2 separate regions of the Sus scrofa genome follow, and region 1 is linked to region 2. Evidence: chromatin contacts called from public Hi-C data. All regions are on one chromosome and are shown on one strand. The core of a region is the stretch at or near the end of the contact, and the rest is flanking DNA. Distances in the headings are between cores, read along the strand shown.

Region 1 (2,700 bases), core at 194-2,693, 220 kb after region 2:
TATTTGTTCCTTGTTGCTGCAGGGTCCACTCAATAAATGCATCTTAAATGGGCCAAGCCATAAACAAACAAACTTCAGCAGCTTCAGCCTCTCACAGAAGCAGCAAGGCTTTTCCATCTGGGTACATGGGACAGTGAAATGAAAGTGTACAACAAAAGCAGCAATGGCAAAAATAACTGGGGGAGATGGATAAATCATTCTGCCTCCTCACGGTGGCAAACTTTACGGCAACTTTTTAGAAGCAACAAACCGCAGCACCACTAGCCTTTACAGACACACACATACACATATATAAATGCACAAATACAACCACTTGGAAGCTAAGTACTGTGTTTGCAAACATCCTCCACCCTCCTGCACTTACAATACTGCAAACCATGGCCAGAAAGCCGGGAGATTTCTACGCTTAGATATCCTCTCTGCACTGTCAAACCGGGAAGGTCATTTTTCCTGGTCACTTAAATAATTCTCTCTCCCTGCATCGCAGGAGTTTTTTACTTTGGGATTGCTCAACTTTCAGATGCATCCGAGTAAAACAACCATTCAGCAACTTTATTCACCTTGGTTTAAAAAAAGAAACAAACAAACAAACAAAAAGAAAGAAATTCATTGTGCAATGCCCAGGAAAAGCTGACACCACGACTGTCTCTTCCACAAGCGCTTGCAATTACAATCGGGGTTGGGGGTGGGGGGAGGAATCTGTCTGATCAGACTCCGGGAGCCTTTCTTTCTTTCTTTCTTTCTTTTTTTTTTTTTTAAAGAAATGATTCCAACCCCAATGGGGCTGGAGAACTTTTTTTTCTAAGGAGACCACCCCTCGGGAACAAAAGTTACATTTTGGTCACATGTTGGGAGTAGGAGCAGGGAGCAGGTTTTTTAAAAAGAGCACTAATTACGGGGCTGTTTTACGGTCCTAGACACCACTCGGGATCCTCCTGACCGATGGTGACGGGCATTTCACCGTCAAAAAGAAAGGGGGTGGGGTGGGGGCGCAGGAGCCGGCAGGGGGCTCGGCGGGAGGGGGGAGTAGCAAGGTTACGCTAAAGGGTACGGCAGCCGCCGCGAGCTGCATCTCCTTCCCCGGCGCCCCAAATAATTTCCTGCGAACAGAGCGACTGCAGCAGCCCCCTCGGAACTGGAGAGCCCAGCAGGACTGGCCGGGCCAGTGCAGCTCAAGGTTTTCCACCCCGGAGAGGGAGGGGGAGAAGATCTTTACCTTAATGCTACACTGAGCAGGAGTCTCAGACATGTCTCACAGCGAGAGAGATCAGGAAGTTCTCAGTTTTTTTCCACTTTCCTTTCCTCTCCCCAACCCAGAAACGCTCCACGGCCAGCCGGACGCGGTCATTTAAGAAGTTTCTTGCAGCATCTCTCCCGGCGGCCGCCCCGGGGGGCCGCGAGCGCGCGGGGCGGGGCGGGGCGCCGGCGGAGTCGCCGCGCGGGGCGGCGGGGGCGTGGGAGCCGGGCGGCGCGGCGGCGGGGTCTGCAGGTCGCGGCGCGGCACGGCGACCCGGGGCGCAGCCCGGCCGGCCTCCCGCTCTCTCCTCCCACCCGGGCCGGCGCCCCCGCCCCCCGCCCTCCCGCCGCTCTCCCTCGCTAGTTCTCTCGAATGTTTTCCTTCCTGGAAGAGAGAAACTGAAAGGCAGAACTGAGAAAGCTCTTTGCTCATTGATCTTGAGAGTTTCAGTGCAGAAACTGACGTGAATTCCCAGCACTGAGCTCTGCCTCTTAAAGGAGCCACCAGGAAATAAAAGCTCGGGTTACAGGCCGGCATCGGGGAAATAAAAGCCGCGCTGGGGGAGGGGCGGCGGCAGCGGCGGGGGCGCGGGCGGAGGATCCCGGGGGAGCGGGGCCGCGTGAGGCCGCGGTGGCTAACGAGGCGGGCGGCGCAGCCCCCTCCGGCCAGCGCTGGGCTTCCCAGGCTGGGCCGGGCCGCGCCAGGCTCGTGGAAGACACGCCAAGAAAGGTTCCATCGGGGCCCCAGAAACCTCAAAACAGGTTTTATTAAGCGCCCCCCCTCCCCGAGCTCCGTCTCTCGGATACTTTGGAAGGCACAAGGGTTTTTTTGTATTTTTTCCCCGCCGAGCGGAGACGCAATGAAAATAATTATATAGGAAAGGGCATTCCGGTAAGGACGCGGAATCCGAAGGAGGAAATAAAACAATAGCCTTTGTTCTGCTTCTCGACCGCGGCCTCTTTAAGAGAATCCACCAGGAAATGGGAGATCGGGTTACAGCCCGCACCGGGGAAAAGGGGCTAGCGAGCGAGCGCCGGAGCGCGACGCTGGAGACAAAGCCGGGAGGCCGCCCGCAGACGCCGAGCCCCGTGGGCCGGGGAATCCCCGCGAAGGTGGGCGCCCCGAAAAGGGGAGGCGCGCTTGCCGGGGATGCGGCCGCCGCGGGCGCTGCCCCAGCCCCGCATGCGTTGTGGAGAAGGGAAGGCTGCCGGGCAGTTATCAAAGGCAGTTGAGTTCCTTTTCCTGACACCCCCCCCCCCTTCCTCCGGGTTTCGAAATCCGCTGTCCTTTTAAAGAAATAGCGGCCGCTACCAACCGAAATAGGTGACTCGACTACTGAGTTGACAGGACGCGTGCCTGGAGATAATACTCCTCCCCGGGACCACAGCTCTGAAACCGTCATTGGCGGATAGGATGCCCCCGGGATCCTGCCGGGGGAGGAATATTTGGTGGAAAAAAAAGAA
Region 2 (2,700 bases), core at 68-2,567:
GATCTGGCATTGCTGTGGCTGTGGTGTAGGCTGGCAGCTGCAGCTCTGATTGCTACCTAGCCTGTGAACTTCCATGTGCTGAGGGTGCGGCCCTAAAAAGAAAAAAGAAAGACTTAAGAGACACATCAAACCATCTGCAAAGTACAGACAGACTTGCTTGGGTTGTGATTCAAATCAACTATAAAAACTCTTATGAGACTGTTGGAAAAATGTGCACATTCATAAAATAGCTGATGATACTGAGGTGCTATTCGTTTTCAGGAGATGTGAAGGATCTCTGATTATAATTTTATAAAGGGATTTAAAGTACTCAACCTTGCAAGATACAGGTTGGGATGACAAGTACCAACTTCCTCACTTTAACCTCAGTGCAAGTAAATACTTACAGGGTACCGATTGGGCCCGTGGAATTAACTTATTTAATAGCTGCGATAATTAGTATGATAGACATGATCTGTGATCTCTCAGGGATGAGGCACGTTTTCTTTTCAGAGCTAATATGGATCAATTCTGCCCTCCACAAAAATGAATTTATCTTTTGTCCATGGTTCACGTCTCATTTGTCACCGAATATGATCACGGGAAGCCATATTTAAGACAGCTGCATTTTGAAGTTTCATATATTTTCTTCTAAATGCCATTTACAGAACGTCTCCCTTTCATTAAACTTATTCAGGTTTAAAAACACTCAAGGATGATGAAGACGATGTATTTCAAAATCCCATTTCCCGAATCCATTTCCTGTCTTACAAATTTCCAAACGGACACAGGCGGTGGCCAGTCGTCTGGTTACCTGCAGGCTTTCTTTGATGTCCTGGGTTTCAAGGCTCAGTGGATGGGTGTGCACTCAGGACAAGCCTTAGGAAGTCGGGGAGGGCTGCGAGAGGAAGAACTTTCATGCTAAGGGGAAAAGAGGAACTGATGTAATGTCCTGGAGAAATTTCACTCTCTGTTCCTGCCTAGATTTTGGGAACAATGACGGAGGGAGATAGTGCTCTGGACAATCCAGCTCAGATCTTACTTCTGACTCAGGATCTGGGCAGGAACAGGACTCGGAGGAGCTTGATTTATTTATTTCTCGGCAGACACCACTGAAAGAGGAAGTACTTGATGAAGCTGATAACATTAATGGCAGAGAACTGGATCTAAGGGTATTTAATTCCAGGCTCCTGGTGGTCTGGGCACAACCACTGTCAAGGCCGAAAGGTCTGCCTTGAGCCCTTCCAAGCTTTGTTTCAGGTTGCAAAGCACGTGCCCACGTTTGGAGTGGATTCTGACGTTGCTGCCCTGCTGCCTCTGTTATTATAAGTTGGCAGCGGGGTATGGAAACTTATGAGACCAGAGGCGGCAGGCAGAGAAGCTCCGGACACAGGAAGTGCACTGAGAGGACAGTGGGTGCATTAAATCCCCCAGATGTAGGAGTCTTCTGTCTAAAACAAGAAGTTTTTTTTTTTTTTTTCGGTCTGGCCTTGATGTCTGGGTTTGTTCTTGGTGAACGGCCCAGCTGGAAAACTGGGAAATAATCCACATTGCCCTTGGTCTGAAGGTCTTGATATGGGAGAGAAACACACAAGGAAGAGAGAGGAAAAGCCGCAAGTAATCGGTCAGTGGGAAGACCCAGGTCTGGTTGGGACCTCATTCTGAAAGTACTTTCTGATCCCAAACCCTTCTCTCTGTAGACCTCTTCTAGATACAAACCAGCCCTTCTTCTCACTACCAAAGAGTCCCCCACAAATTAGGACTGTGAATGTGATGGTCACAAAAAAGGGCTGATTTCTTTTCTCAGCTTCTTTTCTCATTAGAAAAGTGTCTCCAAAATTCACCCACATTTGACCCAATTGGAGCTCCCGTTGTGGCGGAGCAGACATATCCGACTAGTATCCATGAGGATGTGGGTTCGATCCCTGGCCTTGCTCAGTGGGTCGGAGATCTGGTGTTGCCATGAGCTATGGTGTAGGTCACAGATGTGGCTCAGATCCTGCGTTGCTGTGGCTGGGGTGTAGGCCGGCAGCTGCAGCTCTGATTCCACTCCTAACCTGAGAACTTCTCTTTGCCACAGGTGCAGCCCTAAATAGTCAAAAGCAAAAAAAAAATTTTTTTTTTGGACCCAATTTAATCACAATATATAATGATTAACTAGTAGACCCTAAAAAACAAAACTCTGCCTTTGGTTAAAGTCTTGGGGTTTGACTAGGAAATTTCCAGGGCAGAGCACAGGCTAAGATCAAGTTTCTCTCACACCCCAGGATCACATTTCCCCATTCATGCTTTCTCTAAGCCCATGGATGATGATAAGAGAAGTTAGGGAGATGAAAGTGGTGGGGGGGGAGCAGGTAATTCTCACTCATCATCCTCAGTGATCCATATGCCCCCGCAACACCAAAGAGACCATTTCCCAGACAGTTTAGTAGGAACAATGCATGATATAAAGACCTATACGAAAATGAAAGGCTCGAGGCTTTTTTTTTTTTTTTTTGCTTTTTAGGTCCGCACCTGCAGCATATGGAGGTTCCTAGGCTAGGGGTCAAATTGGAACTGTGGCTGCTGGTCTACACCACAGCTCACGGCAACGTCAGATCCTTAACCCACTGATCGAGGCCAGTGATCGAACCCGCAACCTCATGGATGCTAGTTGGATTCATTAACCGATGAGCCAAAACGGAACTCCTGCTCCGAGTTTTGAGATGGAATTCAAAACAG

Evidence for each region. Hi-C and Micro-C count contacts between places; a contact is called where the count stands out from the background.
Region 1: a Hi-C map of skeletal muscle shows a contact between it and region 2, with 5 times the contacts expected there. The contact joins the promoter of ETV6 here to the enhancer-like site in region 2. A contact is called at or near these places in 1 of 5 promoter capture datasets (liver), 10 of 47 Hi-C or Micro-C datasets (alveolar macrophages, embryonic fibroblasts, fibroblasts and 7 more) and 2 of 2 datasets of contacts at active chromatin or transcription factors (alveolar macrophages and skeletal muscle).

The regions. Positions count from the first base shown.
Region 1 is chr5:60,775,349-60,778,048 of Sscrofa11.1, forward strand. ETV6 (transcription factor ETV6) reads right to left here and starts at 1,444. Exons shown (of 8, transcript XM_005652587.3): 1 at 1,217-1,444. The coding sequence starts at 1,249.
Region 2 is chr5:60,551,959-60,554,658 of Sscrofa11.1, forward strand. All of the region lies in intron 4 of ETV6 (transcription factor ETV6), which reads right to left. Among named protein-coding and RNA genes, the nearest start is that of BCL2L14, 200 kb to the left of the region's middle. Within about 2 kb of position 1,318, at least 26 of the 83 cell types and tissues checked have an H3K27ac peak or open chromatin away from gene starts, as enhancers often do. A contact at or near this core is called in alveolar macrophages, liver, mesenteric adipose tissue and 4 more, where this site is marked.